Linked DNA regions of Rattus norvegicus: region 2 is linked to region 1. A link is a contact called in public Hi-C data. All regions are on one chromosome and are shown on one strand. Each heading gives the region's core, a stretch centred on a gene start, on an enhancer-like site or on the middle of the called end of the contact. The rest is flanking DNA. Distances are from core to core; before and after follow the strand shown. Region 1 holds the start of Afg2b (AFG2 AAA ATPase homolog B). Region 2 has its middle 16 kb from the start of Mir147.

Region 1 (3,652 bases), core at 333-2,832:
TTCCCAACACCTACATAGAGTGGTTTACAGACATCTTTAACTGCAGCTGCAAGGGAGCCAATGCCTCTGGGCTCCATGGGCACCTGCATGCATACCACACAAAATCACACATTTTTTTAATGGAAAAAAGTAATTTGCTATTGCTTATTATAACCTGAACAGCTTGTGGGTTTTTTTTAGAATAGCCTGACAATATAATAAGAATACAGAGAGAGTTCAGACAGTTTCATACAAGTGAGTGTGTGAATCCTGAGGAAAATCTAGCCTCAGTTGCAAATGTCCTATCCTCCAAGGGCCCATAGCCTTCATTTGCTGGTTCTGGCCTCCCTCTAGTGGTGAATGCATTTAGTGCTTTAAATGGTGCTCATAAAATTGTCCAATTTGGAGTCCTATAAACCAACAAAAGGACCACCGAACTGTTATTATGCTGTTTTTCTTTTCAAGGTATTCTTCCGGCTTTTTTTTTGAGACTTTTGTGTTTGTTTTTGAGTCTTGTTTAGGCTTGCCTAGACCTTACTATGTAGCACAGGTTGAGCTGGAAATTGTGATAATCTTTACGTAGGCTTCCAAACGTTGGGATACAGGTATGACCCATAACAGCCAGCTTAGAATGGTTGCTTACAAGACTATGTCATTGTCGGTATGATGAATTCAAATATACGGATGACTGAGGCAATGCGTTGAAAATGGTTTGACTTAGAGGAGCATGATGGGTTAAGGCTGCCTGGGAAAGATAATCTATAGTTCTACTGAGAATGAGTGAAAGAGAGTTGAGGGCCCACGAACAGAATCCCTTCTTGATATTTGTGACACAAGGAGGGGAATGGTTGTTGTAGTGGGGAAGTCGTTATTTCTTGGCTAAGGTCAGAGAATTTTAGTCTGGTCCTGAAAGGGATCAATCTCTCCATGCAACACAAAACAACATGTACTCTCCTCCACACCATATCCCTACTAGCTTAACCTCTCTACCTCTGTTTTAAACCAGTGCAGAAACCTGTAAGCATAAGTTAGCTCTAATTGCCTCAGTTGGCGCTGGTTATGACCATTGGCTGTACCTTTCATGCGACCATGCATAAGAGAAAAACCTCTGAAGATCACCCCATTAAACTTCCGTTTCCGTTCTATACCACAGCTATCCACAAGTACGCTAACTTTTACATATGTCCCTTTACGTATTGAAGATGGTTATCATGCCTTATTATGTCTTTTTTCCCATGTGCAGATGCTCAAAGCTTTTTGGAACAAGAATAAAAGATATTTCATAAGATGCGAGCATCATGATTAACGTGGCAGGTATTTTATTTACACGTTGTTTATTATACCTGTAAACAGGTTACACCTTGTTAGCAGCATGGTTTTGTTTCCTTAAGTCGTTTTACTTCCCCAAATGAAAACTCTTATGGCCTAATGGAGCAGCCATAGGATGTTTTGTCTGTTGCCAGCAGAGACCTTTCCTTGAGGCTCTGGGACCAACAACCAGGCATCTTAAGTTTACCGAGACCCAGGCTTTTCTCACTTTCCCAGAAGTCCTTTCGACCGTCAATCAATGGCTGGTTCCTCCATGGCGCATGCGCGCCGCCTGCATCCGGCAGCCGGGTGAATTGCTGCCGGGCTCTCCCTGGTGTGGTTCTCCTAGTCATGGCTCCGGACTCCGGGCCCTTCCCCGACGGACAATTTTTGAAGCTGCTGCCTGTGGATCCCCGGGACCGGGGCACCCAGCGCTGCCGCCTAGGACCGGCCGCCTTCCGCAGCCTGGGCGTGCGCCTGGGCTCGCCGATGAGGATCTCGTTGCCCGCCGGGGGCTGCTGCCTCTGCACAGCTTGGCCACGGCGCGACGGGGCGGACGGCTTTGTGCAGTTAGACTTGCAGTGCGCTAGCCCCGGAGCCGCGGCAGCTGCGGGGAGGATCAGTATGGACCGCTTGCAACCGGTGTCCTGTCCGCCCCTGCGGCGCCTAGAGGTGTGGCCCGTGCTGCGGCCGCAGGCGGGAGCCCCGAGTTCCGACGCGGTGCTGGAGGTATCGCAGGAGCTGCTGCGCAACCGGCCGGTGTCGCGAGGACACGTGGTGGCCACCCCTCCCGGTATCCCGGGCCCTGTAGCAGCTCTGCACGTGGTGAGCGGGACACCGGACCCAGAGCCCGCCGGGCGGGTCACACCGCACACCCGCATCACGCTCAGCGACAAACCTCCGCCACAGGTCGAGCCTCCGGGGGAGGTGACCCTTGGGGGCCTGTCGGAGACGGCCGACTCCCTAAGGGAGCTGCTCCGCCTGCCGCTGTGTTATCCGCTCGCCTTAGCCGCACTGGGGCTGGCGGTGCCCCGCGGGGTGCTCCTGGCGGGACCCCCGGGAGTGGGCAAGACCCAGTTAGTGCGGGCCGTGGCGCGAGAGGCGGGCGCCGAGCTGCTGGCGGTGAGCGCCCCGGCGCTGCAGGGCACTCGGCCCGGAGAGACCGAGGAGAATGTGCGGCGCGTCTTCCAGCGCGCCCAGGAGCTGGCCAGCCGCGGGCCCAGCCTCCTCTTCCTGGACGAGGTGGACGCCCTGTGTCCCCGGAGAGGCGGCCCCCAGCGAGCTCCCGAGAGCCGCGTGGTGGCCCAGGTGTTGACGCTGCTGGACGGTATCCACGGGGACCGGGAGGTTGTGGTCGTGGGAGCCACCAACCGGCCAGACGAGTTAGACCCAGCGCTTCGCAGGCCGGGGAGGTTTGACAGAGAGGTAAAATTCTTGGAAGCTCCGCTTTTTTGGACATTTGGGTCAGGCAGGATTTATAGATCACTTGTGATATGCGAGCCAGAACCAGTGTTCAAATTGTTCTGGGAAGCAGGATGGTCATTTTTGTTGAAGTAACTAAGCCTGTTGCAAGCATATTAAACCGAAACAGCCTTTGGGATGAGAACATGGTCACAGTAAGAGAAGGTAAATAAAAAAACGGCATTAGCCCCAAAATGTATTCGTTCCTGTCAGGATACCAGCTTCTCTCCTACAGTTGACTTCCCTAAGTTGTCAGGGCTCTTTCTCAGGAGCCTTTGGTCAAGTGATTTTTCTTTCTAATTTCTAAGGAATTGTTAGTAATTAAATAAAATTTAAATGTTGTGGTAGGATTCTCTTAAGTCTTTTTAGGACTTGAGTGAATTTCTTCCTTGCACCATCTATTAAAGGGCCCCGATTCCACAGAACAAGGACCTAGATTATCTACTCTGTTATTTGAGCCCTGACTGCCAGAACTTAGTGTGTTCTCAAAAAACAACAAAGACTTCTTCAGTGAAGTATAGAGTTTTCATTGTGGAAATCCGCAGCTACTGTTGTTCCACTGGACAATTTTCTTATATTTATAATAAGGTGCGCTTAGAAGTTCACGGTATAAGTTCCAGAAAGGTTTGCTGAGTGTCTGTACATATTGGTGAGGATGCTTTTAAAGATTTTAAGTTGTTTACTTCTAAGTTCTCTGGTTTTTTGCTTTGCCTGTAGGTGATCATTGGAACTCCCACACTTAAACAGAGAGAGGCAATTCTGGGAGTGATTACTTCAAAGATGCCCATCTCCAGTCATATCGATTTAGGCCTGCTGGCAGAAATGACAGTTGGCTATGTCGGTGCTGACCTGACAGCACTCTGTAGGGAGGCTGCCACGTGTGCTCTTCTCAAGAATGAAAAGG
Region 2 (3,460 bases), core at 649-3,148, 44 kb after region 1:
TCTTCTTCGAGTTACTTTTGGTCATGGAGTTTTGTCACAGCAACAGGAGCTCTGATTAAGACAGACATCACTCGAAGGGCAATAGGAGTGGCCGGAGGTCTTAAGCAGGGAGATTCTTCCTAGGGTTCAGTCTGGAAGGCTGGAGCTGTAGTCCAGTCAGCACTGGGAGGGATTTCATGGCCACCTGTGGGATTGAGGGGCTGCATAGATTTGCACTTTAAGAGGCTTGGTCCAGAGATTGGCAGTGACTGGATCTAGGTAGTGAGGATCACGGAGGCAATCCCTTACTTGAATACTGATTTTGAATAGTTATAATGTACATCAATGGGTTAACCAAGGAGATCATGTCAAACTTCCTGACTCCTAATTGGACACTCACTCTCTCAATATCTTTCATTACTGTTTGAGACAAGGTGTCATGTCCCAGGAAACAAGGTCCCAGCTGGCTTTCAACTGGCAATACAGCCAAGGTGGCCTTTAGACTCCTGATCTGTCTAATCCTCAGCTCTTGAGGGATGAGAGTAGGCGTGTGTGTCACCATATCACTTAGACTTTCCTTCCTTTTTAAAAAATTTGTTTTATAGGTATGAGTGTTTTGTTTCCATGTGGACCACGTGCATATCTGTAGGCTGCAGAAGTCAGAAGAGGGTGTCAGATCTACTGGGACTGGAGTTACAGGCAGTTGTGAGTATTGGGAATCGAACTCAGGTCCTCTGGAAGAACAGCCAGTGTTCCTAACTGCTGAGCCATCTCTTCAACTCCAGACCTCACTTCTTGATGGGTCCTTCTCTCCATTCTTATAACACATTTGCTCACAGTCCCTTAGCTTAGGGCCAGCAAGCATTTTCTGCAAAAGTTAGATGGTATCTACTTTAGGATTTACAGTCTCCACTCTGCTCTTGAAGCACACAGGCTTCCTACAGCTTCACGATAAAGACAGGGGTAGATTTGACTGTTGATTTTGGCAAATTAGAAGAAATGTGTGATTCTGGGAACATCGTGGAAGAGGGGGTGGGAGGAGTATAAGAGTCAGAGGACCAGGAAGTTTACTGTGAGACTGTGTCCCCTAGGGACTGCAGAAGCTCTACCTGTGAAATTTCATCAACAAGACTGCCCATCTGTGATCTGTACAAGGACAACATCAAGAGACACACCAAACTGAATGGGGGAAAGCCTATGAGACCTCAATCATACAGGTAACTGAGGAAAGCTGAGAGCAGGAGAGGTGGTCCTCCTGGGAGAAGGATACACCAAACAGTCAGCCCTGAAAACATATATACAATTAATATTATATGGACTCAACAGGGGACAGGGACACACACACACACACACACACACACACACACACACACACACACATACACACACACACACACACACACAATATACATGCAGTAACAATGAAGAGAGAGGCTATGAATTTGAAGATGGCCAGCAGGGGTATATGGTATATGGTGAAACGTAACTACAACTTCAGAAATAAAAAATAAAAATAAGAAAGTTATGTTTGGATCATTATCTTCCAAATCAGCTTCCCAGTCCTGGAAGGACTGTGTACATGTACCCACCATTGTCCTGACCTTGAAACATTGCCACAATTTATTGATTCTTTACGTCACCTTGATCACTAGAATTCCAGGGCCAAGCCCTGGCCACCTATATATTCTTCACACCCAGCTCAGGGTGGGAACAGGTCAATGGTTCAGTAAGTGTTTAGTTGGTGAAGTCCTGACTGAAAGTTGAAAAGAGTGGGAACTCTGTCAGCATCTGGTGAGTGCAGTGCCATGGGCGCCTCTCAAGACATACATAGGAAAGATCATTTGGTGGTAGTGCTCAGAGGCCTGGAGGGAGGAGGAGCAGGAGTGAGTGCCAAGTGGCAATCAGCCTAGTGTGTGGCTTGGAAGCCTCTTGGTGAAGGTGACTCAGAGAAACTTTAAGGAGGGGCCAAGAAGGGAGTGTCCCCGGAGAGGGCTTCCTGTGCTGCCCAGAGCACCCAGAGCATCCTGTCACTCTCTCTAGTGCCCAGCACTGTTACCCAACTAACCCTATTAACGGGAATTAGGGCAGCAGCAGCAGGGGCCACGGGGGAGTCTCAGCCCTACGACTGCTCAGGTCTGGCCCATTTGTGGTCACAAGAATGTGAAGCCCTGTGGCCGTCTTTCCTGAGTGTTCACAAGGTTAGCTGCCACAGGACAGTTTCGGTTCTTGAAGTTAACTCCCTTATGTCCTAATGCTCCTGGGTTTCTTTCATTTCCAACAAGAAGTGAGTAGGCTCTTTCTGGCTGTGCCCCTGGTGGGGTGGGTATGCTCCTGGGTGTGCCACTCCTACCCCCACTTATTTCCTGCTTTCCTCTAACGGCTGAAGGTCCAGGGCTGTGGCAGCAGTGGCTGGATGACCCAGGGACACTAGCCTCCCAGTGTCATGGGTCCTGGAAGCCACTGGCCAGGGGCGGCGTCCTTCTTGAAGATATGAAACACAGGCACTGGGGGCAGAAAGCCATGCTCTACAGGTGTTTGCTGATCCCTGCAGAGCATGTACCCTCTGCCTGGGGTGAAATGAGAGAAACCACCATGATGTCTAGAAGGCAGAATAGGAAAGAAATGCTCCAGTTGCCATACATTATTTTACACTGGGTGTAAGTCTCCCTGTGTGAATCCCTCTGCAGGCGTCTGGCATAGACAGAATGGAAAAAAAATCACTGGGAAGTGAGAATTCTAAGTATTTCTTTTTAAAAATATGACTGATCTTCATATACACTTTTATAACATATGGTGTAGATCCATAACAGTTTAACAGCTGCCTGGCAACACTGCAAATTAACCATTAGCCTTTGTGAGCTGTGAACACTGCTTTAGCTGGCCAACAGCTCTACCTGGGCTGGGAGAAAAGTAAGAGACTGCAAGCCCCAAACTCTAGAGGGTGCCACCTTCATGGCTTTGTCTCCTTTCCTCTTTCGGATGTTGGACAACCTTAGCTGAGATTGCAGGTGACCATCAACAGACCTAAGATTCCTCCTAGCACCAGACCCAAGGAACAGAGCTTGTCCCTGGTTTCCTGGCACCAGCAGACAAGCAGACATGCCATTTACTGGCTTGTGCCCATGGGCCCTGGGCCTGCCCTAGCCCAGCCTCTGACTGCCTACCCTGGTAGCCCAGAGCCAGGAAGTCCCCATGATGCAAAACCCTTCCCCCTGGAGGTGTGAAACTCTGAGGGCTAGAATTACCACATTGCTAAGATCTGTGCTTGCTCAATGCTCCCCACAAAGGAAGAAAGGACAGGCAATATTTTATTTGTGTCTCCCCTCTGCATCTGCTTCTCTATGACTGCAAGGGTGCTAGGCTTAGTTTGCATGAGTGTGGCTCTGTCTGGAGTCATTCGAATTGAGGAGGGTGAAAGGAAGAGCAGAAATTATTCATCAAATTCTACATGTGCCCACCCCAACAGACAACTGAGGTGGTG

The links. Hi-C and Micro-C count contacts between places; a contact is called where the count stands out from the background.
Region 2: a contact with region 1 is called in a Hi-C map of the Rat2 cell line, with 7 times the contacts expected there. The contact joins the enhancer-like site here to the promoter of Afg2b in region 1. A contact is called at or near these places in 4 of 12 Hi-C or Micro-C datasets (the A7r5 cell line, the Rat2 cell line, kidney and 1 more).

What each region holds. Positions count from the first base shown.
Region 1 is chr3:130,146,760-130,150,411 of GRCr8, forward strand. Afg2b (AFG2 AAA ATPase homolog B) reads left to right here and starts at 1,583. Exons shown (of 8, transcript NM_001109647.1): 1 at 1,583-2,712; 2 at 3,466-3,651. The coding sequence starts at 1,639.
Region 2 is chr3:130,190,688-130,194,147 of GRCr8, forward strand. No RefSeq gene overlaps it. Among named protein-coding and RNA genes, the nearest start is that of Mir147, 16 kb to the left of the region's middle. Within about 2 kb of position 1,899, at least 14 of the 93 cell types and tissues checked have an H3K27ac peak or open chromatin away from gene starts, as enhancers often do.